Regions from separate parts of the Hordeum vulgare genome. Here region 2 is linked to region 1. The links are chromatin contacts, called in public Hi-C maps. All regions are on one chromosome and are shown on one strand. The core of a region is the stretch at or near the end of the contact, and the rest is flanking DNA. Distances in the headings are between cores, read along the strand shown.

Evidence for each region. A called contact is a pair of places that touch in the nucleus more often than the background predicts.
Region 2: a contact with region 1 is called in a Hi-C map of seedling, with 1.7 times the contacts expected there. The contact joins the promoter of LOC123427820 here to the promoter of LOC123427819 in region 1. A contact is called at or near these places in 2 of 6 Hi-C or Micro-C datasets (leaf and seedling).

What each region holds. Positions count from the first base shown.
Region 1 is chr2H:613,282,898-613,289,982 of MorexV3_pseudomolecules_assembly, reverse strand. It overlaps LOC123427819 (GPI mannosyltransferase 2-like), which reads left to right and starts at 3,377. Exons shown (of 8, transcript XM_045111951.1): 1 at 3,377-3,433; 2 at 4,030-4,629; 3 at 5,068-5,160; 4 at 5,239-5,434; 5 at 5,870-6,048; 6 at 6,619-6,872; 7 at 7,082-7,085. The coding sequence starts at 4,118.
Region 2 is chr2H:613,450,884-613,457,968 of MorexV3_pseudomolecules_assembly, reverse strand. LOC123427820 (imidazoleglycerol-phosphate dehydratase 3, chloroplastic) reads left to right here and starts at 3,585. Exons shown (of 8, transcript XM_045111955.1): 1 at 3,585-4,053; 2 at 4,195-4,322; 3 at 5,146-5,250; 4 at 5,452-5,544; 5 at 6,628-6,702; 6 at 6,988-7,050. The coding sequence starts at 3,846.

The DNA of each region.
Region 1 (7,085 bases), core at 2,128-4,627:
TGTCGGCGGCCGCCGCGATCAAGCGCTCGTCATCGTCGCCGTCATGGAAGAAGAACAAAGTCACGTCGTGGGAGAGGAACAAGGGAACTGAAAGCCGAGGGGGTCAGCGAGTTGGTCCGGCTCGACCAGGTATAGCCTAAAACCCCACCCGCAGGTGCTGACTGAGCCCATTCCAAGCCACATACAGATCTCACTGTTTGGATACTCACACAAGGATAAAAAAGTTCGAGATCAGAAAGTTTTAGGATACGATGTTTTGGGATTTAAAGGTTGGAGTACATTTGCCTGCTTCTAGATTTCAGGCTTCCCTCCACGATGAGCTGTACGACCCATGTGCCAACAAGTGACACTTTTTCTTAATGAAATTTTCCATTCCTATGTACGGATATGGAGTTATCACTAACGGAAAATAGGTCAAGGGCAATTTTGCAGTGCTTATCCTTGCTCCATCGTGCATAAGATTTTGGCTTTTCGTTCCTTGTGTTCTCAAAGGTGAGTGTGGCGGCTGTCACGCTGTGTGCAGCGAGCAGGGGTGTCACGTTCCAGCAAAAATCTGTTGGATATGGAACTCCCAAATCCCAACAACTCCCTCCACACCACAATGTCATGCATGCATCCGGCCGGGCCGGCCTCGTGTGTTATAGAGGTAGCTGCGGCTTGGTACACGTATCGACCACTCGAGGTCTCGTACTCATGCATGTGACTTTCCGTAATGAGAAATAAGTTTGTTTTAAACCTAAAATTTGTAGATCGTAGTCTTTTTTTTAGGGAGGTAGAGCTTAGCAAAATCAAACCCCTAATTCCGTATCCAGGTTGTTGGCGCCCTGAGCTTACCAATCTCGGATTAAACCGAACTCTGGAGCTGTTTGGTGCACCGGAAAAGCAACGATTATGGGATTACATTTCTTAGGTCGCTCCTTTGATGGGTTGGCCAAACTGCAAAATAGTCATGGTTTATTTTACGAATTTTAAAAAATATGCATGATATTGAAACATGTTTGCAAATCAGAAAAAATGTTCGAAAATTAACAGCAAAAGAACTTCAGGAGTTTCGAAAAATGTTCGTGAAATCAAAAAATGCTCGCAAATCTGTGAACAATTCGGAAATAAAAATTATTCCCAAATTTTAAAAAGGTTCAGGAGTTTGAAAAAATGTTCATGAACTCAAAAACTGTTCATAAATTTGAAAAGGTTTCTTGCATTTGAAAACAAATTCGTGAACTCCAATGTTTTGAATATAAAAATCTGTTCATGAATTTTAAACAAGATCATGAACTCAAAAAATGAAAAAAAAATGTTCACGAACTCAAAAAATGTTTGCAAATTTATAAAGTGTTCATGAATTTGAAAAGTATGTTCATGAGTTTGAAAATCTTTTGCAAATTGAAAAAATATCACACTCTCGAAAATAAATGCAAAGTCAAAAATTATTTATGAAATTGAACTAATTTTCATGTTTTTTAAAAAACATTCACAAGTTTAAAACATGTTCATGAATTTTAGCAACACTTACAAAGTTGAAAAAAAATCTACATATATTTAAGAGAATTGACCATGTATTGTAAAATGCTTAATGAATATTCAGAAATATAAATGTAAGTAGATACATAATGTTTACAAACATATCTGATAATAAAATAGACAAAGGGGAAGATAAAAATCAAAGAAAGAAAGAAAAATAAATAGGTAAATAAAAATGCCTAAGGAAATTGTAAATAAAAACTAAAAAGGGATATAGAATGAAAGTAGAAATTACAGGAATGGGAAATCAAAAGAGAGAAAAAAAGAGTTACTGGGCATGAGTACGAGAAAAAAGAATTAAGGAAAGCAGCTTAAGTTCATCTGCAAGTGGGCACGAATACAAAAATAATCATTTACTTGGCGACCCGCAGGAGACTAGAGGTGGAAAATAAATATAGGTTGGTCCATGTGAGTTAGGGAAAGTAGCAAATTATCCCATTACGTGAAAAACAACTCCATGGTTCGATTTAGATCAAGATTGATAAGTTCAGGGTGCCAACGATCAAGATCCGAAATTGAGGGTTCGACTTAGCTAAGCTCTACAAGTTCAAGAATAAAAATGATTTTTTTCTGCACAACGAGCTTTGTAATATTAAAGTAAGAAAAACATGGAGGTTTGGTCAGCTACTCTTAATTTGTTTCAGGCAGTGATGGACCCAGAAGTTGAACTTAACCAGAATGAACATTTAAAGTCTTAAACTTTGATCTGTAATAGCAAGTTTACTCTACCAAAACTCTAAGAAATTCAACTACAAAAACATGAAAACGCATAAAATGATCTCCGGAGACTGGGTTCAGCGTAGTTTCCACTTTGCCTTTAGAGACTGGGATCGGCATTGACATGCTAGATTAGATACTCCATCAACACAAGGTCATGGAATGACCTGCGAAATTGAGTGTTTTCTTCTAAATTTTTTATACTACTATACACTTTACATGCAAACATTGGTGTGGCACAAAAAAATTGTAAACCAAGAAGAACAAGGAGGGAAGAAAGGTCTACAGGGTGGGTTGCGGCCCACCCTGAGATTTTAGACCAGGCCATACCATAGAAAATTGAGTGGAAGAAAAGGCCCAAGAAACAATGGCTTACTCGTCCCGACCCATACTGCCATACAACGCACACAGACAGACTACCGCTCAAAAAAAAAAAAAAAACGCACACAGACAGACGCACCCTGCTCGTCCCCGACCTCGGCCGCCCGCTCGGCTCCCGATCTCGCCGCTTGCCTCGCCGTCAGCCGCCCCTGCCGGCCCCGCTCGGCCGGCGCTGGGCGCCACCGCGTCCCCCTGGCGCACCTGCCAACCGGCGCCTGCCGCCCAGTCCGCTCCCCGCCGACTCCGGCATTCTGCCGGCAACCCTGCCCGGCGTCCAGCCTTTAGCCCGATTTGAGGACTCGAGGCAAGTTGTCCACTGCGGCATTTCCCATTCCCCAATTTCTGATTTAGGGTTTGCTCTTTCCTGTCTGCTACATCAATCAGGTGGAAGAGTCAAGTCTATTGCGTTAGCTAAACAGACTTGCTATCCACTACATGAACACATAGTCGTATCAGCACATACACATAGCTTTTTGCTATCCAGTACATGAACACCTGATCTGATTGTTTGCCACTCTAATAAGTTGCTCTAAAATGGCACTCTAACAAGTTACTGTAGCAATGCCACTTTATAACAGATTAACAATGCCACATTGTCTTTCTTGTACTTCTCGAGGTATGTATTATGTAGGCTTCTCATGCAAAATTGAGAAATCTAGTATGTCTGTAAGACCATATTGATCTGTTTGTATGTGCTATTGGTAAATTAATTAGAATGCTGGCATGTCATATTTGTTGTCAATTGTTTTTAGGTGGACTACCCTGTTTTGAAACCCTAGATCCGCCACTGAGGTGAGCACCGTGCCACCAACAGGTATGTCTACATTGATTCCGTTCTCCTTCTATCCATTTTCTTATGGGTTAGATTAGGCGATACGTATGTTGTTGATGTGATATTGTTATAGGAAACTAGAGATAGAAACAGAGACTGATTGATGGATTTGCTTGTCAACTTGTATTGGCCGATGGATTTGTCCGAGAATGGCTTCATGGCTTGATGCTCGCTGCCTTGCTTTGCTGTTGTTGGCTTGTGAAAATAACAAGAGGATTCCTGTTGTGTTTCTTGGAGGCATAGACGTATAGCTCTGTTTAGGTGCTACTATTCGTAGCTTGCTGTGTACTGTCTTCACAGATGATGCACCATGTCCCATTTCCCCCTAGCCCGCTAGACAAGATAATCAAGACTTAAGAATATGAGCTATCTCTAGAGCAGGGTAAGAGCCTCTTCTATTCAAATGGTCCTCATAAAAGATTTTGGGGGTTCAAATCTTTGTGATTTCTCCATATGTAATGTTTGATTCGTAGTATTGAGTTTTATGATCTTTTCTTCCGCTAGAAAATCCTTTGTACTAAATTTTATGGAAAAAATTCCATTGAGTGAAACTTCTAAATCCATAGGTAATGTTTTAGGAACCAGACGGGTTGGAAAACCATCTGTGAGTCAGCGATCCACCCTGCCAGTGTTCTGCTCTCACGGCGCCTTCCCCCCGCCCGGCCCATGGCGACGCCGCTCGTCACCATCGTCCGGCTCGCTGCCGCCTCCCGCGTCTTGGTCCTTACTCTCTCTTTGCTCGCTTGCCTTCTCTTTCGCCCCTACGACACCTCCGCCTCCCTTCACCCGCCTTGTCTCTCCTCCCCCTCCTTCCCCCCTTCCACCTCCTCTTCTAATTCCACCACCGCCACCATCTCGTCCCTAGCCGTATGGGATGGTGTCCACTTCGCCCGCGCTGCCGAGTGCGGCTACGAGTACGAGCAGTCATTCGCCTTCCTCCCCCTCCTCCCCGCCTCAATCACTCTCCTCTCCCGGTCCCGTAAGTCACCTCACCTCTACCTCAACTTCTCATCATTGAGGTGTCTTCTTGATCTGGTTTGGTGTTGGGTTTTGGCCCCTTTTCCTTCTGCAGTGTTCGCGCCGCTGGTGCCGATGCTGGGGTACAGGGCCGTGCTCGTGATCTCCGGGCATGTTCTGAACAATGTGGCGTTTGTTGCCGCCGCGGCCTATTTCTACAGGTGACTGACGCTCTTCAGCTACACACATTGGCGTATTTATTTCAGTGTAATTAGGATTTCTATGTTTAAAAGTGCTGTTTTAGGTTTTTGGATCATGTCAACAGATATTCATTCTATCAGAGTCATGCTTGTGCGCATAATGATCTACTAATATTAGTGTGTTTAATCATTTGGATGCTTGATGTTTCAGTCTTGGTATCCATCATAGTTTAATAATAGAGTTTGAGTAATTGCGATAAAAATCTGCCTTCAAATTTTAGTTGTAATACATTCATTTCGAGTGCAGGACTACCCATTTCTCATTCACAAATATTGCCGTTTGCACAACCACCAACGAGTTGTTCTCATGTCTAATAATATGTAGATTCACTTTGCCTAGCATCAATACAACTATTTATTCTAATGTGAAAAAGTGACCCTTTATTCTACTTCCTACAGATTATCTGTGCTGATCTTGAAGGACTCAGGAGCGGCCTACCGTGCATCTGTTCTTTTTTGCTTCAATCCTGCTTCTGTGTTCTACTCATCCCTGTAAACTTCTTTGCCTTTACGCCACAACGAATCATGTACTAGCTATGACTTAACAGCAGCATGTTTTTGTTTTGGCAGATATTCAGAAAGTCTTTATGCCCTTTTTTCGCTCGGAGGACTGTTCTACCTGTTTTTCGGTTCTCGTACCGTTGCAATGATAATGCTCGCACTCTCTGGTTCAGCTAGGTCAAATGGAGCACTTAATGCTGGCTATATCTGTTTTGAGGCTTTGCTACAAGCATATGATGCTGCTATCCAGAAGAAAAGGCACATGGTACAGTTTCTTTTAATATTTTGGAATTTTTATGTTGTTGTGTATGGGGCTTACCATACGAGCTAACATGAAGAGGCCATATGTCTGAAGAGCACCCAAACTCGTACGCATCCCATGCAATTTTTCACCAGGAAGTTTGATTTTTTTTCTCAAAAAGTTAAAATGTAGTGATGATGTGAAATTTTGTGTGCATGCGAAAATATAATCCGATGCATGCTATAGAGTTGGATAAGTACCCATACTATAAATGATCAAAATTGTCCACCAAATTTTAAATGTACACATACTTTCACATGTTTAACCAATATGATATTTTTGTGGAATATCTTCTACATGACCATATATTTTACTCCAAGCTGATGTTTTGTTGGACTACATGAGTGCAGTTGAGGGAATTATGTCTACCTAACGGTATTACATTTTTCTTTGTCCAAGTGGGCAGTGCAGGCCCTTGTCACTGGATTTTTGCGCTCAACTTTTATATTCCTACCATTCTTTGCCTTTCAAGCATATGGATATTTGAACATATGCCTACACGGGTACACGGATGAGCTGAGGCCATGGTGCAAAGCAAAACTGCCCCTTTTGTATAGTTTTATTCAGAGTCACTACTGGTAATTGTTTCATTTTCATCTCATTTTTACCAGCACCAGCTCAACAATTTATAAAGTCTGATCATTGCTTTTCCCTTGAATTCTGTATTTGACAACCTTGGGATTGTGTTCTAATTATTATTTTTTTGCAACTCGTATATCAATATGATTGTATGCTTAACAAGAGTTTTTCTGAGTTATAAGGAGTCACCATTTCTCTTATACAGCCATGATAATTCCATATTCATCTTTTGTGGAGAGTGTTATGCCTGTTCTTTTGTCGTTCTGTTCTGTTGCACCAATAGTGTATGCTGTCAAGTCACTAGGATGCCATGCTTGGTAATCTGGGATCTCCATGCTAGGGTTGTGTGCCCCACGTATAGAAAATAGGCAAACTCCATTCTCATTTATGTCCACAAGAATTTGAAGTACTTGTGTTGTTTTGATTGGTTAAAGAATGTCCGTGTATGTGCATTTCTCCTTACAATTTTACATACTCTTCTACTAAGCTTGCTCTTTGACTGCCATCTTCTGAAAACTTATGCTCCCGTTGTTCACTAGCTTTATGTTATTTTATATCTTTCTTTTCAGGGGAGTTGGTTTCTTGAGATACTTTCAAGTCAAGCAGCTGCCCAACTTTCTTTTGGCTTCACCAGTACTGTCTCTTGCAGTTTATTCCATAGTTCACTACATAAAATTGCTTCACCAACTCTTCCAATCAACTAGCATACACGAGCAGATAATTGCCAATATTGAGGGGAGGTTAGTTGAAGCATATGAAAGCTCAGAATTTGCCACGGTGTTGAAGAGCGAAATTTCTACCGGACTAAATAGTAAAAAGCAAGGTACTATTACATTCTATCAACTGTCAACATTTTGTCTCTTTTTTGAAAGATAATTGGAAAGTGATATTTTTCAACTTTCTTAACACATGCCTAGGAGTTGAGGAACTTGAAGTGTCCTTAAAAAACCCAGAATTGGCCTCAAGCTATTGTTATCAATATAGGCTACTGGAGAACTGAAGTTTGAACCTAACTCTGTTATGCTTGAACAGGGAA
Region 2 (7,085 bases), core at 2,336-4,835, 170 kb before region 1:
CAGCATGGTGCATTCATATTACACTAGCAGCAAGTATGGGACGATGATTAGAGAACGGACGTTTAGAGGCCGACCTTCATGGACCATGGAACATTTAAAAAATTCGAAATCCAAACTTTTGGTTTTGAAAAATATAAAAAGATATGCAAGTAAAGAAGGATGTTATGTGTATGTGTGTAGTGTAAATTTTTAGGATGAAATACTTTCAAATTTTTAGGCGTCAACGTCGTGTGAGGCAGCGGATACGGATGCGGCGGAACACCTCGCAACGGTGCACATTACAGAGGCGGAGTCACACTTTCCGACGCCCTGTATGCTGCACGGGTGTGGGTGTTGGAACCGCGTCATGGTGGAAGTGCTCCTCCCAGAAAATATCCACCATCGACTTCACGTCCATCGGTATCGTCTGGGTTACGGGCTCCGACGAGGAAGAGTAGGGCATGGAAGATGGCGGGAGGTCAACTCTCCTAAGCCGGCTAGTGTCTCATGTCCTACTCTACCTCGCCAGCGACCGAACCGACATTACGAGGGGCATGACCGACCGTTAGACATAGACATGATGGAGCCGAACGACCTCCGCTTAAAGATCATTTTACGTTGCATGTCATAATATGAATTGAAGGTTTCTAAAGTGAAGTATTCGATTGAAAAATGCATTATTTAAGATGTGGGAGTTATTATTCACGGACGCATCCGGAGACGTTTGAAGGATGGGATTTTTCAAGTCGTAGATGTCCTTAGAGCAAGTACAATAAGGTACAGTCAGCAGGCTGTAAGGATTAAAATACTATATTTTTTACTGAATTGGATGAGAGAGAAGAGGAGAGAGAAGGAAAGCGGGCTCTTCGTGAAGAGCCAGCACTAGCACGTGCTCGTAGGTGCTTTGTGAGAATGAAAGGTGGACCATATATGATAAAAGTAGTACTCTTTTACAGTTAACTGTTGTACAATCTAGCTATAAGATGAGCTATAAGAATGCTTATAGCTAGCAGTTGGCTATACTATTAACTATGCTCTTAGCCATGCATGGTCATTGGTCAATGCCTCAATGGCAGGGTGAGTAGGAAAACAAGATACTCCATGCATGACGATGATAGTTTGACTCTTCCACCCCAAATCAGTTGAATAATGAAGCGACACACAAGCTGCATGAGTAGCCCTCCCATGCTCAACTCAAACTCGAAATGTCAGCGTGGAGAACACCAAGACACCACCACTCATGCATGCACGTACAGATATGGTCCATTATTTTCTCGGGACAGTTAAGGCAGCAATCAATGAACAGTGCGTACAGCGCCTGGACTTTCTTCTTCTTCTTCTCTGCACCCAACAACTTGCCCATTCATGGGTCAGCCAGTCTATGAAGTCTGAGGTCGACGTACTAGCTTGACGGTGCCACGTAAGAGTACGTTACTAGACGTCTAGACTCCTCTCCATACTGTAGAGTCTGTACCAACGAGTACCAAATCTTTTTTTTTTCAAGAGTACCCAATGACGTACAATATTTTTGTAGGAGTACCAAATCATCAAGGTAGGAGTACAAAAGCTACTAATGTGGTTAACTGCACCATATTTGCAACGGCAGACGGCAGAGCAGTTGGCACCGACGAGGAGAAATTCTGACCAAGAGCAAAGTTTGCACTAATGGTTACTATAATTACCTACTGCACCCACTTCCACCCCATGGTCGCATCGCATCTGCATGCGACCGGCCTGCAATGATTAAGCACAAGAAAGTCGTGCGCTGCACAGCGGCCCAACAAGAGAATTCCCAGACAATCACCACACAGTTCTTCCTCGTAGTAGTGTAGCACTAGCTAGCTACTCCCTCCGTCCACAAATAAATGTACATATAGATTTGTACTTAGTCAATTTTTTTAAAATTTGACAAATTTTATAAAAAATACTAGCAACATATATGACATGAAAATGACATATTTGAAAACTTTATGTAAAGATAAATCTATTAATACTAATTTGATGTCATAAATGCTAGCACATTTTTCAATAAAGTTAGTCAAAATTTAACTAGTTTGACTGACAGAAAAGAAAAAAATACACTTATTATCGGACGGAGGGAGTAGCTTGCTTGTGCGCTCCGCCAACCGCCGATGTGCCGACTAAACCATATCCATTCATGCGTGCACCTGTGTCCACTAAGGGGGTGTTTCTTTCCAGGGACTTTTTTGTGTAGGGACTAAAAAAAGTTTTTTTTAGTCTCATGTAAAAGAAACAGGAGGGACTTTTAAGGACTAAAATGGGGTATTTGGGACTAAAGGAAGAAGTCCCTATGGAAGGGACTTTTTTGGCACTTTGGAAGTCGACATGATTTGCACTGTGCCTGGATAGATGAAGCAAATCGGAGGGTGCTTGGATCCAAGAGACTAAAACTAGTCTGACTAAAACTAGTCTCTTTAAGAGGCTAAAGTTCCAAGCACCCCTGACTAAAAAAAGGCTAAAACTAGTCTTAAGGTTAAAAACTTTTAGTCAGGGATACCCCTACTAAAATATGCATTAGTCCTCTCATTCCTCATTTAACTCCTCATGCAAGTTTTGGATTAAAAGGTTTGGAGAATAATAAATGCTCATTAACTTGATTTTAGTCTCTTTAGTACTACTTGGATTAAGCATGGATGAGGCTAGCAAATTTTAATCTCGTTACTTTTAATCATGAAACTAAAACGTATGAAGCACCCTCACAGGGTTGAGCCGAGGAGCGGAAGAGGGCAGGGGAAAAAAGCGCGATCGAGTCTTAAAAAACAAGCCCCGCGCGCGCAATGAATGAATGGTTCGCCGCCAATCAATGCAGGGGTTGGTTCCCGGTTGACATTTATATGCGCCAGACGAGGTCCACCATCGTTGGTCTATCTGCTGCTGGCCGTAGGAGTGCATGCGTGTCCATGTCATCTTGCTGGGTGCAACCGCTCGACATGAATGCGAGCTCGCTAGCCCTTCCTTCAATGGCCGTCCCCATCGACCGACTGACCGGTCTTCTTCTTTTCCTTTCTTGCTTCAATGGCGCAATTGAATTTGAAAGCAAGGAAAGGACAGGAGAAGCTGTAGTACGTAATATTTGATGGGCGTAATCATGGACGTAGCGTAGATACGGTTGCGCGTAGCTGTTCCCGGGTGAATACGCGTCCGCATCATTGGCTATCCTGCAGCTTCGCATTACTTACACCCGTCGCCATCGCATTAATTTGGGTTTCTATTTATAAACCAGTATACGTATATTCAGAAACGGTGGTACTCCTATATCTTTTACTAGAAAGCAACGCAGCATTTATAAAAAAAATCTTCATGAGCTCTATATCTATTATATCAAATCAAAAAGACTGTTACATCGTCCAACCATCCAACTTACAATTGATGCCGGCGGCTCGTCAATCCATATCGAGGGTGAGAAAGCGACCCAACTTTTGCACACAATAAATTGTTATAATTTTTTTGCTGCAACACATTTTTTTTTCAAGTTTAAAACCTAACCTGTTGATTTTTTTTCATCGCTAGACTGTCAGTCACTGTCTATGCCCAACTGGTCCATTCGTCCAGGTTAGGGACACCGTGACCAAATACGGCCCAAGTTCCTCCGGCCCAACTTTTGCCTGTCGCTGACGAGCCCCTACCCCTCCTCCCTCCCGTCCTCACTCCGCCGCCGCTGACCTCGAGTTTCTCCGGGCCCTACGCCCACCTCCAGCTCCGGGGTCCGCCCCGCCGCCGCGCTGTCGCGGAGCGTATTCGATCCGAGCTCGAGTTCCAGTGCAGCCTTGCCCGAATTTCCCGGTCGCTAAGTCCAACCCCAGCCCAGGCCTGCTCGACTTCGCGCCCACCGCGAGCTCTCGCTGATGACCACCGCGCCGTCCCTCTCTCCCTCGCTCTCCCGACTACACTCCGCACGGGCCTCTCCGTTCCCCAAATCCCCGCTGAGGTCCGGGGCCGGGGTCGCCTTCCCCGCTCGGCCGTACGGACCATCGCTTCGCCTGAGGTCGCCTGCCATGGCCGCCAGCGGCGTCGGCGGGAACGGCTCTCCGATGGCGCCCGAGGACTCCACAGGTGGTTCGATTTCTACTCCTACTCTGTTTGCCATGCTGCTTCGTGCATGTGATTTGTACTACCTGTGTTATGATTGTCGAAGTCACCGTTGTTCAGCTCCTCTACTAGCTACTTATCTCTTATTCTGTTCATTGTTTTCAGTGTCATCTAGGTTGGGAGAGGTCAAGCGGGTAACCAAGGAGACAAATGTGCATGTCAAGATCAACCTGGACGGCACTGGTGTTGCCAACTCCAGCACAGGGATACCCTTCTTGGATCACATGCTTGATGTGAGTATGGTTTACTCCTCATGTCAGTAGTTGTGGATTCAGAATTTTTTGTAGACAATATATCTTCCATTTTGTTCCAAGAAAAAGGAGCGCAGCTCTTTTTGGGAAGCAAGAATGCGATTTCTATTGCATCTGTGTGAAGAAGACAAGACGAAACAATACCTTAAGTCCTTAACTCGAACCCATGAAATGGATAAACAGACAAAAATGGCAACTAGTGCTCTGAATTTGTGTTGGTCAAAGCCTACATAGAGGGCATGATAACTTTAGATGTTTAAGAGCATGATTAGTACAATCCTGTTATTATTAGGAGAAAGTGATGCGTACACAACTAAGCCTGAAGGGGTCCTGCTGTAGAGAAGTCTGCTGCCTTTCAAGTTGCACGTGTTAAAGGTGATGTTGAGCAATTGGGATGGGAATTCTTATTTGATTTTTCTTCCCCAAGGGTGATGTGATCCATGCAAAGATTGTTACTACTCTTCTTCTTATTAACTAATGTCTGTATGTGTGAAATGTAAGGCTTTTCTTATTCCACATCAGTGACAAACTGACAGCAATGGCTACTGTGGATGACCAAGCCCTTACATCTGAAATTAATACGTGAAACGCAACTGCAGTAAAGTGGTAGCGTAGCAAAACCCAACACAAGTAGAAATAAAATATTGAAAAGTATTTCTGTTTGAAGGTTGATGCACTCTGAATGGTCCAGTATTATGTTCTGTGTATATCTTGTGCTTGACAGTAGAAGGTTCTAACTCTTGCCGTGTGAGTGTTTTTTCTTCTGGTCAAAGCTAGGCATTAACTTTCAGTTTGCAACTTACAGCAACTGGCATCTCATGGACTGTTTGATGTATACGTGAAGGCGACGGGTGACACACACATTGATGATCATCACTCGAATGAGGATATTGCTTTAGCAATTGGAACGGTGATTTTTTTCTGTTATTCTTTTCCAACTTGGCGTAGTACTTCTAGAAATTGTTGTATGGATTTCATTTTGACCTCATTGCTAAATTTGCATATGCCATATTTCTATTCTTTACTGAATTCTGAACTATCCAATGTTCAATGTTCTCCTATCTTACAGGCAAAAGTTTACTGTGGTGACATTTTTTTTCTTTCCTTTTAGGCATTACTTCAAGCACTTGGTGACCGAAAAGGAATCAACCGGTTTGGACATTTTACAGCACCACTTGATGAGGCAGCAGTTGAGGTTATACTGGTATGCAGGACCATCTTCTTCATTTAACTACCATGCCTGCAATCTCCATTTAGGAGGTTGCATGTCTATGTTGGCATTTATGAGCTCTTGAGCCTCTTACCTTTGCTAACACATAACTGAATTACAACTTCCATCTGTCTGGTTCTTCACTTTGATAATGATCAGGCATTAAAATAATTTTGTGCTCTTATTACATGAACATCTCATGTTATTATAGGCTGGTCTGTATATTTTGACTGTTGAGGACTGTTATCAAGAACCTTTTTGCTTTGTTTTTGCCATAGTTTTTCTGAATCATCCATTCACATAAGTTAAGACTTGAATGATAGCAAGACTGTTATTTCACTGTATCATTTTTCATGACCCAAGCACTGGCAAGTGTATTCGTGAGCAGGCTGCTGTGCCGTAGTGTTGAGAGAGAGGTGGGCGAGAGGGTTGTTGGAGGTGAACCTCCGTTTTTTGGTTTTTCTTTTTTTATTGATTAATGCCTCTAACGGCATGTACAATGCAGGCACTTAGGCCTGGGCGCTAGGGATTAAATCCCAGCTGTTTTGGCAGTTTCCTTTTACTGATTCCCGGTTCCTTTCTTTGCATTGATGCATGAAGAGGAGTCGGGCGCTTAAAAAACCAGTACAAAATACTAACGCTAGCGTCCGGGCGCTTCTGTATGCGTTCCTGCCCAGAAATTTAAGCGCTTCTGCGTTGGAGATGCAAATTTAAGCGCTTCTGCGTTGGAGATGCCCTAAGGCTTACACGACGACATCTACTTGATCCCCAAGTTGGATCAGACCCTTTCCTAACAAAACTCTGAACATTCCCTAACAAACTCTGATTCTTTCCTATCTTAACAATTCTAATGACGAGAAAAGTCTCAGGCTGCAGGCTCTGCCCTAGCCCTGCGCACATAATGCTGGTCCCACCTATGGTCGGCCATGACATTTATCTAAAATTTGGGTCACCTATTGCTTGTCAACAATTCTGACATTGTTGTCATGGTGAATATGCAAATATCTACTGACCAGTTAAACTATGCCTTGTTGAGCTTAGATGTTTGCCAGTCATTATTTTTCCCTCTGAATCCAGGATCTATCTGGTCGACCTCATTTGAGCTGTGGCTTGAGTATTCCTACTGAGAGAGTTGGGACATATGATACACAGGTAATTTGCAAAATTTCGACAGATATTTTCAATTGTCTGCTATTTATGTCAGACTTAAGAATGATTCTCATTGTCAAATATGAAATATGACTTGTTCATTCAAGTTTACTTTAGATTATCATTTCCGCTTCCAGTTTTGTTAAATTCGAATTTTCCTCTCCACAGGCAATATATTCTGACATATCTTCACAATATCTGCTAGTCGTTTTTTGAGTTAGGGTGATGCGATCCTCTTACTCTGTATGTCGCTGCTATCAACTTAGGCAAACCATTTTTTTATGACAGCTAGTTGAGCACTTTTTCCAGTCCCTTGTGAATACATCTGGGATGACGCTTCACATCCGTCAGGTATATTTTGCTTCAGTTTCAAAGAAATCCTCTTC